2 separate regions of the Mus musculus genome follow, and region 1 is linked to region 2. A link is a contact called in public HiCAR-type data. All regions are on one chromosome and are shown on one strand. The core of a region is the stretch at or near the end of the contact, and the rest is flanking DNA. Distances in the headings are between cores, read along the strand shown. Region 1 has its middle 100 kb from the start of Tril. Region 2 overlaps Creb5 (cAMP responsive element binding protein 5).

Region 1 (7,116 bases), core at 515-3,014, 250 kb after region 2:
TAAGTTGACTTGTACAGAATGAAATGTTCCCTCCCCTTGAGGGCAACAGTGAGTGGCTGGTTCTTAACTCCTGTATCTGTAGGATGTGACTGAGTTTCCGGGCAAGTTCTGCTCCGAGTGGGAGTGGCGCGTATTCACCGAGTCAGTCCGTTGGCATCGTGTAACTGAGCTTAAGGAGAAGGGGAAAGGGTGTAACTGGCAGCATGCGTGTTTCTTAATCTACAAGGCCCTGGGCTTGATCTCTCATCCCACAAAAGGAAAGAAGGAAGGGGAGAGGAGGGGGGGAGGGAACTCAAAAGCAGTGTGGCCGAGTTCAGTGGGAGAGCACTTGCCCAGAAAGAGTTAACAATTTCATTCTACTCTGTTTCTGGCACTGGACAATTAAATAGATGAATACGTAAATAGTCTTAGAGATAAATAGAACCTGGCTCAGCGGTGATCTGCCTTTTGTTCTTGGAGACCAATGACCGTTGGAGCCCCTAAACTTTGTGTAGTTTGTATGGCAAAATGGTTACCGAAGTATCTGGGGTTCTGGTGCTGCCAAAACCCCAGTCCTACTTAGACTTAGGCTGCTAGCCTGCCTGTCTGCGTGAAGATGAAAGAAAGGGCCTTGCTGCTCTCTTCTATTCATTCCCAGGACAGAACTTTTTCTTCATCTTGTCTTTTCTCTTTCTCTCTCCTTCCTTCCTTCCTTCCTTCCTTCCTTTCTTTCTTTCTTTCTCTTTCCTTCCTTCCTTCCTTCCTTCCTTCCTTCCTTCCTTCCTTCCTTCCTTTTTGTGAGATGAGGTTACAGACGAATATTGTAAATCCTTTCCAAGCTTAGCTTATAGAGTCTTCAGTATGACCCAGCAATGCTGCCTTTCATGGACTCTGCTTCTAAATATGGGGAAACTGCAGTATAAACCATCAAACAATGAAGAAAGCCTTATTTTACTTATTTTTCGTATACCCTTCAGGGATATAGTGAGTCCTACACAAACGAATAGAGTCGAGTTTCTATCCTTCTTCTGATCTCGAGAACTGGGTTACCAGCTCCTGAGTTTAAAATCTCCCAGAAAGCCTTCTGGCCACTCTGCCACTGGTCGCACAAAGAACAGATTCTCTAGAATTACTCTGTGTGTCTAGACCACTGCTCCCACCTCAAACTGAGGTGCCCTCCCCAGCCCCCACCCCAGAGGCTTCTAGAAGACGCTTACCTCACCAACACATTAGGAATACATTAAGGCCTGCTGAATATCCACCCTTATCCCCTTCTTCCCCGCAACCCTCACCCCGCGGCCCCGCCTGAGACCAGGATTCATGGCCTCTGACTTCATTCTGCTTGGAAACCAGCAACCGGTGAGACCGACCAAGAAACTTGTCATCAGGCAGGGCCTTTGTGAGATGGCAGTCTAATTAGCCATTTCATATTTTTGTTAATTCTCTTGCGATTCACGTTAAAAATATGTTCCATGAATGGCCGCCTGCTGGGAGCGAGGAGCCCCTGTCACTCAGCAGTTGCTCAGTGAACTAATAAATATCTGAGCCAGCAGTCTCGCCTCCTGCCTCAGTTCCCTCTTTCCCACCCGACAGCTGTGTGAGACCAGACCCTCACACCACTCTCCATACCCTGTGGGGTCATAAGGATTACCAAACCAGGAAGGGAACCTCGCCCACCCGGGAGTCTCCACTCTGCAAGTTTCCTTCAGAGGCCACTCTGCCTCTTGCCTATGAGGTCACCCAAAGACGGGCGTGGAGGGCTATCTTCAAGCACGCGTTATCATAAGCAGCCAATCCCCTGAGAGGATTTCAGCATTGGAGACTCCTAAGGGGAAAATGCCACTTCATCTACTAAGCCACATCAGCTGGAGCTGGGAGGCACCCAGCTCACATCTGTGGAACAGCTTGGACCAGGACCGTGTGTTCTGTCAGTGTTTAGGTGGGGCCCACTCTGCGGCCCTTGCCAAAATTTCAGCCGGGTCCTCCCTGCTTCCCACCCTGGCCCATGTTCATCATCTCTACTGAGCATCTCAGGAAAGAAACAGTAACCCCCCCCCCCCCAAGAGGCTCAACCCATCTTCTTCTGCCTTAGGAAAACAGGCGGGAACCATCAAAACATGACAGGGGAAAAAGCTATTTGGGCAACCAGCTCTGTAGTCATCTCTCTCATGATGTAGCCTTCTTACCCCGTGGATTGCAAAGGGAGACAGAGCAGCTAACAGCGATTGGCTTGTTCCTACCCACAATAAAGCTGTGTTTTCATGTAGGACGAAGGGTTGTAGCCCAGCCTATAACTGGAAATTTCAAAGAAAGAAGAAAATTCCATGCCAACACTAGAATCACCTCCATCAGTCTGCACTTGGGGACCAGCGAACTAATTTTTCTTTCTAGAACTTGCTGAGAGATTTCGTTAAGAGGGTTCATCTCCTTTTGTATACTGCTAGTGATATGCAACACTAGGAGTGGATCTTAGTGGTTTTAACTTCTTAGAAATTTATAAACAAAGTCGGTCTTTCTTTCCGAGTGCAGTAGATAAACTGCAGGGGAGATGAAAACTGCAAACCCACGGCTCCTGGGACAGAGCGTGATCAGAAAGGATGAAGCGCAAACCGGCGATTTTGCTATCCTCCCGTGGCTCTCTTGTTTTTAAGCAATAGTGATTTGAATCTACAGAACAATAATCACACTCAAGCCCGTTATTTCAGTAAGGAAGAGTTGAGCAAATGAGCTTCGTAAACTTCGGTGTCGCTGCCCAAACTTGGTCTAGGAACAGGATTTTCTTGCAGCAGTAATAGCCTCCAATAGACGCTCTAACTGTGGTCCAGACTGCCTGGCATCTGATGTGCGGCTGGAGAGTGGTGTGTTCTACTTCCCTAACTCATGAGGAATGTAACAAAAATCCACATATTTGTTTAAGTTCTTTCCCTCACACTTAAAATATTAGCTAAAGAAACCAAGTTTACTTTAGAACAATTTGCGCAGACCCTTTAGAAACAAGCTAGCCAAGCAGTGTAAAGACGTGATGCCAGATAGGCTCTTGGTGGCTGCGGGAACCGCTTTCTAACTGGTTCTTGCTGGGCAGGGATGTACTTCTTCCACCCTGAATACTGATAATAGAAAATACTAACAGAGTTTCTTTTCCATAACTAAACTATTATGTTCATATGAGCACAACACTTTACATAGACAGTAAAAACCCTGCAAGTCATAATGAGAAACGGCCTTGCTTCTGAGCCACGGTGTTTTAAGCAATGTTGCTTCACTTCGTGCAGTGTGACAACAGGATTAGTGCGCATGTTGTATGTTGATAGCTTGGTCTTCAGTGAAATCATGGGATGTGAACTGTCCACACTGCCAAAAACACCCTAGACTCATTACTTGTTTGATTTAACATTAATTTTCATTTTTTTGCCTTTAGAAAGCTCTTAGTGTTGCCAAAATTTTTACAACACCCAATATTCTATTACATGGCCCAGGAGGTTATACCCCCATACTTTAAGAATCTGTGGTATGTACACATACTTTGCTATTTTTAAAAAATATGTATATATGTATATTTATTACAAAATATATACAAAATGTATACAAAATAATATATATAATTTATATAAATACAACATATGTATAGTGAATGTGCAAAATATATACATATATTATACATAAAATCTGTTTGGACTGATATATGTAAAAGTGGTAACTGGCTATTCTTGGTAAATGACTATTCTTGCATGCTAGGCAGAATTATCAGGGATATTTAATACACTCTACAATTTTCTATGTGGTATGACTTGAATTTTAATTTGGAACACCCATTACTTTACATTAAAAAGAAATATGTTGGGGCTGGAGAGGCGGCGCCAAGCTGAAGGACATGTACTGCTCTTGAAGAGGACCCAGGTCCATTCTCAGCATACACAGAAGGCAACTCACAACTGTCTGGAACTCCAGTGCAGGTCATCTGCCGACCTCTGGCCTCCACAGGCACTTACACACCTGTGGTGCACATAAACATATGCAAGCACACACACATAAATGAAAATAATAAGCAAATGTTTTTTAAAGGAAGAAATCTGGGCTAGAGTGATGGCTTAGTAGTTAAGAGCACTGGCTGCTGTTACAGAGGTCCTGAGTTCAAATCCCAACACCCACATGGCAGCTCACAGGCATCTGTAGCCGCTGTAGTCCCATGAGATCTGATGCCCTGTTCGGGTGTGCAGATATAAACATAGACAAGACAGCTGTACACATATAATACATAAATAAATAAACCTTAAAAAGGAAAGATTTATGTTTTTATTGAATATATTTTCCCTAAAACTGATGTTGTGCACATTTCTGAATTGTATTGGCTCATTATTTCTTCCAACAATAAGATCCTTCTATAATCAAAAAGGCCTTGGTCCTTGAAGGCACTTCTATAGAGGAAGCATGCAGAATATCCCTTGTAAATGGCAAAGGCCTGTTGAACTGCAGACCACTAGTGAAACATCAGTGCGCCACATCGGTGTTCTAAACATTTTTTCAGAGTAAATAGTTTTTGGAAATATTATAGAAATACCTTATTAACGAAAACCCTACAAATTCAGAATTTATAAAGTCTTTTGAGATGAGTGAAAATTGCCTTTTTGAGTGTCGGTAATTATGATAGATGCATTAAGCATCCCGTTGGCTGAATGTCAGGGTGAACACTTCATTTCCTGAGAGGACACACAGCTCGCTTCTTACTCTCTGTGGACACCCACTCCGTGCACAGCCACGTGATTAATAAGCACATTCTTTGATAATTATTATCGAATGACCAGATAGCACGAGGCTCGAATGCACATAAAGCTACTGCTTGCTAATGGAAGTTATCAATGGTCCTTCTGCCAAACGGCCTTGGACGTCATCATATGAACAGTGTTCTTTTCATTCTTAAAACTAATACAACTGCATTCTTCTCAGGCTTTGAGCTACATTTTTTTTTCTTTCTTTCCCTTGATTAGTCTGTAAGAGTAGCATGTGCTAAAATGTCAGATATAATTAACAAAGTTTAAACAGACATGGGGAATGTTAGGGGAGCTGTGATCAAAGACATCTTACCCAGAGACTGGTTCCTTTACATGCTTTGCTTTTGGAGTCAATGATCCGAACTCATTGATCGTTTCTTTTCATGGCAATCAATTCGAGTCACTCCCACTTGAAATGATCCTATCCTATGCACGGAGTCTCTAGTCTATCACCCTTTTCATAGTAGAGTCTTAGTGAGTATTAGTCTCTGCCATCATTGAGTTACTTTCCATTTGCAGAGGTGATAGTTTTGCAAGGAAAGAGCCTCGGGAAGCTCCAGAGGGTCAGACGCCCTGCACAGGTTCCTCATTAGCTAACGGCAGTGAGTTCAACAACTGAGAACAAGTGTGTGGCTCCACATTGCTCTTTAACCGCTTTCAGTTTTCCATAGGTGAAGAGAGATCAAAGAGTAAGCCATAGGTTATACGCCTTCACAGACCCTATCTCACCATCAAGGAAGCAACTAAACAGTCTCTTACAGCTGCCATACATAGTCGTCATCTTCCAGATCTTTGTGAATAAGGGGTTAGAGGAGGCGAGCATGCAACATTCCAGAACACCTGCTTCATCATGCTTCTAATGTGGCAGCAGGCACATACACAAAGCGACGGGGCGGCATGGTGACATTGTCTTGCGTGTATGTAGTAGACTTTGTGCCCTCTCTCCACTTGCTGCTGTTTGGATTCCTTTTCCCATGGCACACAGTTCCACAGGAAGCCTTGGCCAATAGGATTTAATCAACGCAGAACGACAAGAGGATTGTACTTAAGCATCACTCATTCTTAAGAGTGGATTAAAATCAAGTATTAGAAGAATCCAGACTCGGACCTCAGTGTCCATGCACAAGGCTTTCCCCTGTGGCCTGTGAAATCAGAACTCAGAAATCAGCAGTGAGGGACAGAGCTTGCGAGGGTGACTTATGGTAGGTATCGAAGCAGCTACCACCATCACTCCAGATTGGGTCAGGCCATCGAGCCTTGGTGTCCTTCTGGATATCTAGCTCATAACGGGGTAAAGAAGAGATGAATCCCCTTAAGGCTGCATCTTATTCTCACTTTTGCTATTAACTAATGTTTTGCAAAGTGGTAGGAAAATGTCAGAAGATGATTAATTCGAAAATTTCTGAGAATTGGAAATCTGTCCACCTCCCCTTCCTTATTTTTTTCCTTCCACTTATTTATTTCTTACATTTTGATAAAATATAGCATTAATTGCCATCTTCTCAAAATATTTCAGCAGAGCAAAAAACCTTCCCCACCCCCATCGGATTCTTGGTTTGAGTGAGGACGAAGGACAGGGAAGAGACGAAGCTTGCTTCTGCTAGGCTCTCACGGAGCTTGAGGGTTCTCCGTGTGAGAGAGCATTCCTAGACTCTATTTTCCACACCTAATAATTCACCCTCCCAGGCCCCCATGCATGTGTTTATCAAGGTTGGTACCTTCACCCCCCCCCCCAATTATGTAAAATTCTTCACTGCCTTTACTTCCTCTGAAACAGACCAGCTCTTTCATTAAGAATATTTATGGGAAATAATGTATTTGTGGAGTTGAAGGCCAAGTCAGTTGTCTGGATGCAAATGTGCAGTTGGAGGGTTTATCAACAACACTCACTAATGGAAAGTACTAATCAAAACTTTTCTACAGCAGTAAATTTTTATATTTTAACCACTGGATTCCAATTAAATGTATTCAATATAGCAAGCTTTGATTAAGCAAATTTAAAAAGAGATTATGTATACACCCCTGTGAAAAACAAGGCAGGCTAGGTATGCAGACACTTGTATATTCTTAATAGAAGTCTTTACCTGAAGATAAAAACCCAATAAATTGTGGCCCATAATGTGCCTTGGACCGTGTTGATTTACCTGTATTACAGAGTCAGCAGAAATCAGTCTTACCAGGTACACACCACACTTATATATTCCGTGCGTATAAAATGCATATAAAAGATCCTTTTTTCTTTTTATAAAGAATTACTGAATTTCATTAGGGCAAGTTTTGCTCTAAAAAAAAAAAAAAAGTTTCTTTGTGGACTGTGGAACACACTGATTGCAAATAAATGAGAGCCTGTGCCCGTGCCTGTAAAGGG
Region 2 (6,804 bases), core at 2,583-5,082:
CATCTCAGGTCCAACATGACTGATTGTCAGCTGTTTCTACAGACACCCAAACAGTCCATCCGTTCTCCTCAGCCAAGCTGCCGCTGCTCCTGTGGTCAGAGAAGACCAGGGTCACCTAGCCGGAAGCCAGGGGAGGTGTCACGTCAGTGGGATAAATGCTTCCTAGCTAGTCAAGAGAGAGGCGACTTGGTTCATAGGGTATCACAGGTATGCAGGGTGGTATACAGCTTGTCTTGATATGGGCATCGAAAAGAATCCTTTCCTCTTGTTTCCCTTTGCTACCCAGTTCCCCTTGGTGAACAACTAAGAAGCAAATGAAAGGCGCTTTCCAGGGATTTGTGGCCCTGGGTATTATTTATAGAAAAACTGTTTAACTGGGAAACTCTTACAAAGGAGCATTCCCATCTGGGTTTTCATAAAAGATGACAAGCAGCTCAGCAGAGCAACAGAAACCCAGCAGTCTCTCTGCAGTCCTAAAGCCCGCTCTTAGGTAAGGTTTCATGGGAGTATAGGGTTGCTGGCTTTTCATTTTTCATTTGTCCTAGGAATTTAGAACAAGGCAAAGTCAAGGGACAGGGGCCCCATCAGCGTGGGGCTTAATAACACAGAATCTGAATACGCTGCTTTCCAGCGGTTGCCTCCCAAGGGCGCAATCACAGGGAGAATCCTTTGTTCATAATCACAGGGAGTGTGCATTGTTCAGATCAGTCCTTGGTCAGTTCCGACTTAACCCAAATGCCTTATGGAATGGAATCCTCTTTGGCCTGGCAGCAAGAAGGACTTGCTTTTAAAGACTTTTGCATAGAAAGTATCTTCCCCTTCATGTTCTCGTGAGGGTTTCTCTAGAAAGCTGGGAACTTTCCAAAGTCTAGTTCTTAAATTGCTTTTTTATGGCGATGGGTCTGATTTTTTTCCTTTATTAAATTTCTTTCTATTAATTGACTTAATTTTAGGCCCTGTCCTCCACTTGTTCAGTGAAAAAGAGGTTCAAGGTATTGTTAGTGTCTTTGAAATTAGGTGGATGCATGGATTTTAGCAGGTAGAGGAAACCACGGGGTACTGTCAGGGGCTCAAGGCAAGTTAACTGGCAGAGCCAGAGACAGAAGAGGGCCGGCACAAATACAGCCTGGTGATAGGAAATCTCTTGTTTTCTCAGTCACACAGAGACATTTCTCATTTAAATAAAAACAGACTGACAATAAATAAATAAATGAATAATTTTTTAAAGTAGACTCCAGAATATTATAAAGTGATATCTACATGACACAACATTAAGTTTGATAATTGGACTATGGGCACTTTAAGTCAACTGGGCATGATCTAATCTGCTCAGGATCTCAAGGATAAAGGCCAGGAGGGCGCCTAGGCAGGCCAGACACCTGTGTTCCAGACCCCATTTCAACCATAGCAGATCCACATTTGATAATTTTGTTGTTATTTTTTCCCTAGAAGAATTCCATGAAATAATGGGTTCTCTAGAAAGAAAATAGTTTGAAAAGTACAGAATTTTAAGCGTTTTTTTTTTCTGCTCCCACTCTTTCTATTACAATGTTAAGTGTGAGTTTGCAGTTAACATGACTCAGGCGCCATCCTCAAGACCACTTTCCTGGAGCTGTGATGAGACCATCACCCGTGGAAAGTGGAAGAACTTGGAGTAGAAACCTAAGGTTTCCAACGTGACTGGAAGCCTGTGTAAGGCAGAGCATTTAGCATGTAGAGAGTGCTAAACAGCAGAGGGAAGACAAACAGAAATCCCACCAGAGCCCGTGTGTCTTAGTGTCACCACAAAAGTGAGAGCCTCATTGCACCTCACCCTGTGAGTCAGGACAGCAGGAGTAACATGGCTAGGCAGAGAGGGCAGAAGGCACGGACTGAGAGTGTTGTATCCTGCCTCCTCTGTGAGCCTCCACTGTCTCAGTTTTGATTTAATCCTCCAGTATTTCACTACCATTTCCTCTTTCTCTATAGTTTTGCTTCCCCAACAGTATGGCCTTCCCCTAAGCTCAAGGGCTATAGTATGGCCACTTCCATAGAATCATCCTATACTGTACCATACCCCAGGACAGCCTTGTTCGTAGGCTCAGTGAGTTGTCATCTCAGAGGCAAGACTGGCTTGTTTGTGAATCTTGACCATTGGATGTGTGTGGTTACGAACTGAGAGGTGTTCTTCCAGAAGACACACTCTAGTCCTAATGCCTGGCACATATAAATGACCCCTGACTTAAGATGTAATTCAAGTTAAGACATGGACTTGGATGGGTCCAAAATTCAACAACTGGACTCCTTATGTGGAGGTGGAGGAACCGAATCACAGGGGAATGTATCATGTGACTACACAGACAGACACTGAGCTGGTACAGTTGAAGACCTTGGAATGCAGAGGACTATGGGGAGTATTCAAGGCTAGGGTTAAGGCACACACATGTTCTGCCTCAGAACTCCAGAAGAAAAAGCTGGGCAGCACCGCCATGTCAGACTTCTAGCCTCCCAAACCAAACACATTGCTGTTGTTTCTAAGGCATCCAGTCTGGTAATTTGTTATGTTAGCGAAGCTTCAGGAACTAATACGCATGCCTCCATGGCTTATGGAGCTGTCTACCTTGGCAAGAGAACTGTGGTAAAAGATCTACCACCCCACTCTCCTTTTATTGAGCTATAACAGATGTGGGGATAAAAGTATTAAGAGGAAAAATAAAAAGGCAAACTAAGAACCAGAACAAGACTATATTCTACAGAATGACTGTCCTGTAGCCAGGACCTCTTTGGTGACACACTCTGAGTTTCCATGGCTATGGAAGGGAATGAGGAGGCCTTTTCAAACCAGGAAGGGCCATTGTTGACATCTTCTCAGAGAAGAACTTAGTAGACTCCCAGCTTTCTCAGGACTAGGACTGCACATCCACACGGTGGAAGACAGTCCGCCCTGAGGTGAACAAGGGGGGTTCTTCAGCCGTGTGTTTTTTCAGCCACAGTGCTAACTGTTACATGCCTGTTCTTCAGCCACAAGTGCTAACAGTCGCACGCTGAAGAGCGTGCTTGTTGTGTCTTGAGCTATCTGCCCTATAATTTGCAAAGGAGGGAAGGTCAGTATCTCAAACAGGTTGGGCATTTTTGAACTGAGCCTTCTGGAAGTTTGCAGTAACCCTGTCATACAGTCTTGAATACTTCACTGCTTGGTCACAAGGGAGGCCATGAGAGATGGCTATGAAGGGCAGCCCAGGGTGGGCTTTGATTTTAATCTGCGTGTGCTTATGTTTGGTCAGGAAAGCCTGCATTTGTAGATGCATGTGTGTATAATTATGTTTTTTTTTTCCGAAAAGTACTGAATGGAATTGTAGAGGTTGGTTACACTGGGTCTTCCTCCTGTTCTCCTGCAGGCCGGGTGCGCAGTTAGAACTGCTGTACCCCACTCACGTCATCTTGAAAAGGGAAGAAAGGGGAGTAGCTTAAGTGGTGACACTGATTTTTTTTTTTTTTTTTGATCCTGTAGTTTCTTCTTGGCTCCTTTCAAAGTCTCCTTCTACCTCCTTCTAGGACTAGGTGATTTAAAGGGGAAAAATCATTGCATCTGTATGCTCCAAGCCATCTAATAGGCTGTAAGGTCCATAAAACACCAGCACACTAGCAGCAGGATTGTGTGGTAGGTGAATGGAACAGGAGACACTCCCCAGAGTGAGACCCTGAGTAGGGCTTAGTGTTAGGAACAAAGAGACACAGAGTTTGCAAGGCTGTCAATCACAGGGTGGGGATTTCAAGTTCCGGGTTCATGGCGTTCCTGACACTTGAAAACAAATGTTTGCAATCAGGGAAGTTACTTAACTTTTCCGTGGTATGTAAACAAATTGCTTTTCTTGTCTCAGCCTCCTTGTTTGTGGGCTCGTTTGAGCGTGCCTATCTTTAGGACTTTGCAGTTTTCGGATCCACATGATCCTTCCCTTAATAGGCTCATCAGATCATGATGTCACCTTGATTTCCATAATACTTTTAATGAGCCAGAAAATTGAAGTCATTCTCCTTGCCAAACCATTGACTCAGCTTGTGGTCCTCACCCTTTCTGGACAGAACTCTGCCTGGGTGTCTTCCAAACACATGTTCCTCTTGGAGTCCTGGTGCAAGACCCCTGGGCATATGTGATGCCTGCCCTTATCAGTGGATAAAGGAGGGGCAGATGTTGTTCCCCAGGTTAGCCAACAGCACTGGCAGGAATCCAGGGTGTTCTTTCAATTTTTCTAAAATAAAAACTAGAGGAATACAGTCATAGGAATAAGGGAACCTTCTGCAAGTTTCTTTACAATAGGGTAATTTTCCCTGCCAGCTCTCCAGACTCCCAGACACCCCGTATCCGCTGTGCTCTCTGACTGCAGTCTAGCACTGCACATTTGCCTGACGTATTCCCTCTTCCTGAGCCTTGTAATTCTCATAAGAAGTAGAGAATTATCGGAGGGAAGGAAAGGAAGGGACCAGGATAACTGTAATCACATTCACCATCGACCGTGTTCTTTTGGCATAGTAAAGAGAAGCAGGCACACACCATGAATTTCAGGTTTCAAAAATCATTTAAAAAATTCCAACCTAAATAGAAAACAAGCTCTAATTTAATAAGGCTCCGAAAAGTGGTTTGTAAGAAAGCGCCAGTAATAATCAAGTCCTGGCTGGCCGCAACAATTGGGAAAGAGTGGCACCTCCCAGCATGTCCTCGGGCCATGTGTGTCTGTCCCCCCACCCCCAAAACCACTCTTCGGTTTGGCACACTTTGTCACCTGGCAATTGCTGAGCTCCTGGGGCTACAGACTGGCATGCCCTGGCAGCACCCCACAGTCACCACTGATGGCAGAAAACCAGAGCTGAGGGGGAAAGGGTGGTCCAGCTCTGGCTCTGTGACCTGCCACGATAAGATGCATGTCATTGTAAGAGCTGGGTTGTTAAACCCTTAGCATCGGAGTAGTTTATTTATTTACCTATGCATGACTTCACTCCAGAGGGGGCACTTGGGGGAGGTTCAGAGAATGACAATCCAAGATTAAGAACAAAAAGAAACGTATAGGAGAGAGGAAATAAATGCGAGACTATAAACCATGGAGATGGTATTTATCACAATGGCTATATAATAAGAGAAAGGAGATTTCCCAAACTGTCAGTCTATCTGTTCTGGATGCCTTGTATAGGTTCACACATATGTTAAGGGAGAAGCAGTCCGTCTAGGGGATCAGTGTGGCCCTCTCATGGAGACACCCACCCCTCCCACTAATGCTATGACTCATCAGCCAGCACACTGTTTGATGAAAGTACAGCAGGATTCTTTGGAAGTTAAAAAAATAATAATAGTAAGTTTTGTAAAACTAAGCAGCCCGTTGCAGAGCCGGAGGGGACTGAGGTGGGGGCAGGGAAAACTAGAATTCTGATAGAAAGTTCTGAGCAATGCATAAGAGGCTTAAATACATAAAGAGCAAAGCTAAATTTGGACCAATTTCCTGTGAAATCTCTTGTGTAATATTTTCAATTTGTGCATGTTTAATGTGGTTTATTTTCCTAAGGTTCACGGTATAGGTTTTAAATTTAGCCCTGACTGTGCACATGTGTGGAGAGGTTATAAAACCAGGGCCAGCTCAGCCCAGGCCCCCACTGGTTACACTTCAATGGAGAATACGCTGCTTTCCCCATGCCAGAAATGCCTTTTCTTCTATTTTTCTGTCACCTTGCTCTACCAGTGCCTGTCTAGCTTTGTTTGAGTACCCAAGGATGTTCCAAGGAGCTGTGGACTCTAGAGCAAGGTAATAGGCCAAGTTCTTGTAAGAAGAGTTAAGTCTGTCCACCTTGGGTTGAAATGAAGGCACCCCCTGAGACCCTGATTTGGCCTCAGACACCCTGAGTGACTTGGTGCTCAGAATGGAGCCAACCCCCTTATGTGATACTGAGGTTTTATGTAACTGGAATATTCTCTGTTTCACATGGAAGGATTATATTGGTGCAGAAGTAGCACAGATAGTGTATTGGCTAGTTTTGTGTCAACTTGACACAGCTGGAGTTATCACAGAGAAAGGAGCTTCAGTTGAGGAAATGCCTCCATGAGATCCAACTGTAAGGCATTTTCTCAATTAGTGATCAAGGGGGCAAGGCCCCTTGTGGGTGGGACCATCTCTGGGCTGGTTGTCTTGGGTTCTATAAGAGAGCAGGCTGAGGCAAGCCAATGAAGAACATCCCTCCATGGCCTCTGCATCAGCTCCTGCTTCCTGACCTGCTTGAGTTCCAGTCCTGACTTCCTTTGGTGATGAACAGCAGTATGGAAGTGTAAGCCGAATAAACCCTTTCCTCCCCAACTTGCTTCTTGGTCATGATGTTTGTGCAGGAATAGAAACCCTGACTAAGACAAATTGGTACCAGCAGAGTGGGGTATTCCTGTGACAACCTGACCATGTTCTGGGGAGGACTGTGGAAGGACTTTGGAACTTTGGGCTTGAAGATCCATCCATTGTTAAGAGCTCTGTCAGATGTTGTGTAGGAGCTTGGAAGATAATGTTGAGAACACTGCAGAAGATGGAGGTCTGGTTTGTGAAATTTCAGAGGGAAAATTAAAGACTCTTTTCAGGGCCATTGCTGTTTTGATTGTGAAGATTCTGTAGTTCTGGTTAGCTGGGGCTGAAGAATCAGCTGTGATTAACAAGATACCAGAACTACTAAAGCAAAAACTTTGCATTACTGGGACTTTTGATGCTGGTTAGCTGGAGCTAAGAAATTAGCGGTGATTAAGAAGAGACCAGCATCATTGAGGTGACATCTTCTGGGAAGTGTTTTCTGAGAGCACAG

What was found. HiCAR-type assays count read pairs that join an accessible place to other places.
Region 1: a HiCAR-type map of fibro-adipogenic progenitors shows a contact between it and region 2, with 5 times the contacts expected there. The contact joins two enhancer-like sites. A contact is called at or near these places in 1 of 15 datasets of contacts at CTCF or cohesin (large pre-B cells), 6 of 484 Hi-C or Micro-C datasets (bone marrow-derived macrophages, cerebral cortex, embryonic stem cells and 3 more), 1 of 115 datasets of contacts at active chromatin or transcription factors (fibro-adipogenic progenitors) and 2 of 9 other capture datasets (embryonic tail and embryonic trunk).

What each region holds. Positions count from the first base shown.
Region 1 is chr6:53,713,322-53,720,437 of GRCm38.p6, forward strand. No RefSeq gene overlaps it. Among named protein-coding and RNA genes, the nearest start is that of Tril, 100 kb to the right of the region's middle. Within about 2 kb of position 1,765, at least 11 of the 459 cell types and tissues checked have an H3K27ac peak or open chromatin away from gene starts, as enhancers often do. A contact at or near this core is called in fibro-adipogenic progenitors, where this site is marked.
Region 2 is chr6:53,458,234-53,465,037 of GRCm38.p6, forward strand. The region is part of intron 5 of Creb5 (cAMP responsive element binding protein 5); the gene reads left to right. Among named protein-coding and RNA genes, the nearest start is that of Gm38815, 9.9 kb to the right of the region's middle. Within about 2 kb of position 3,833, at least 29 of the 459 cell types and tissues checked have an H3K27ac peak or open chromatin away from gene starts, as enhancers often do. A contact at or near this core is called in fibro-adipogenic progenitors, where this site is marked.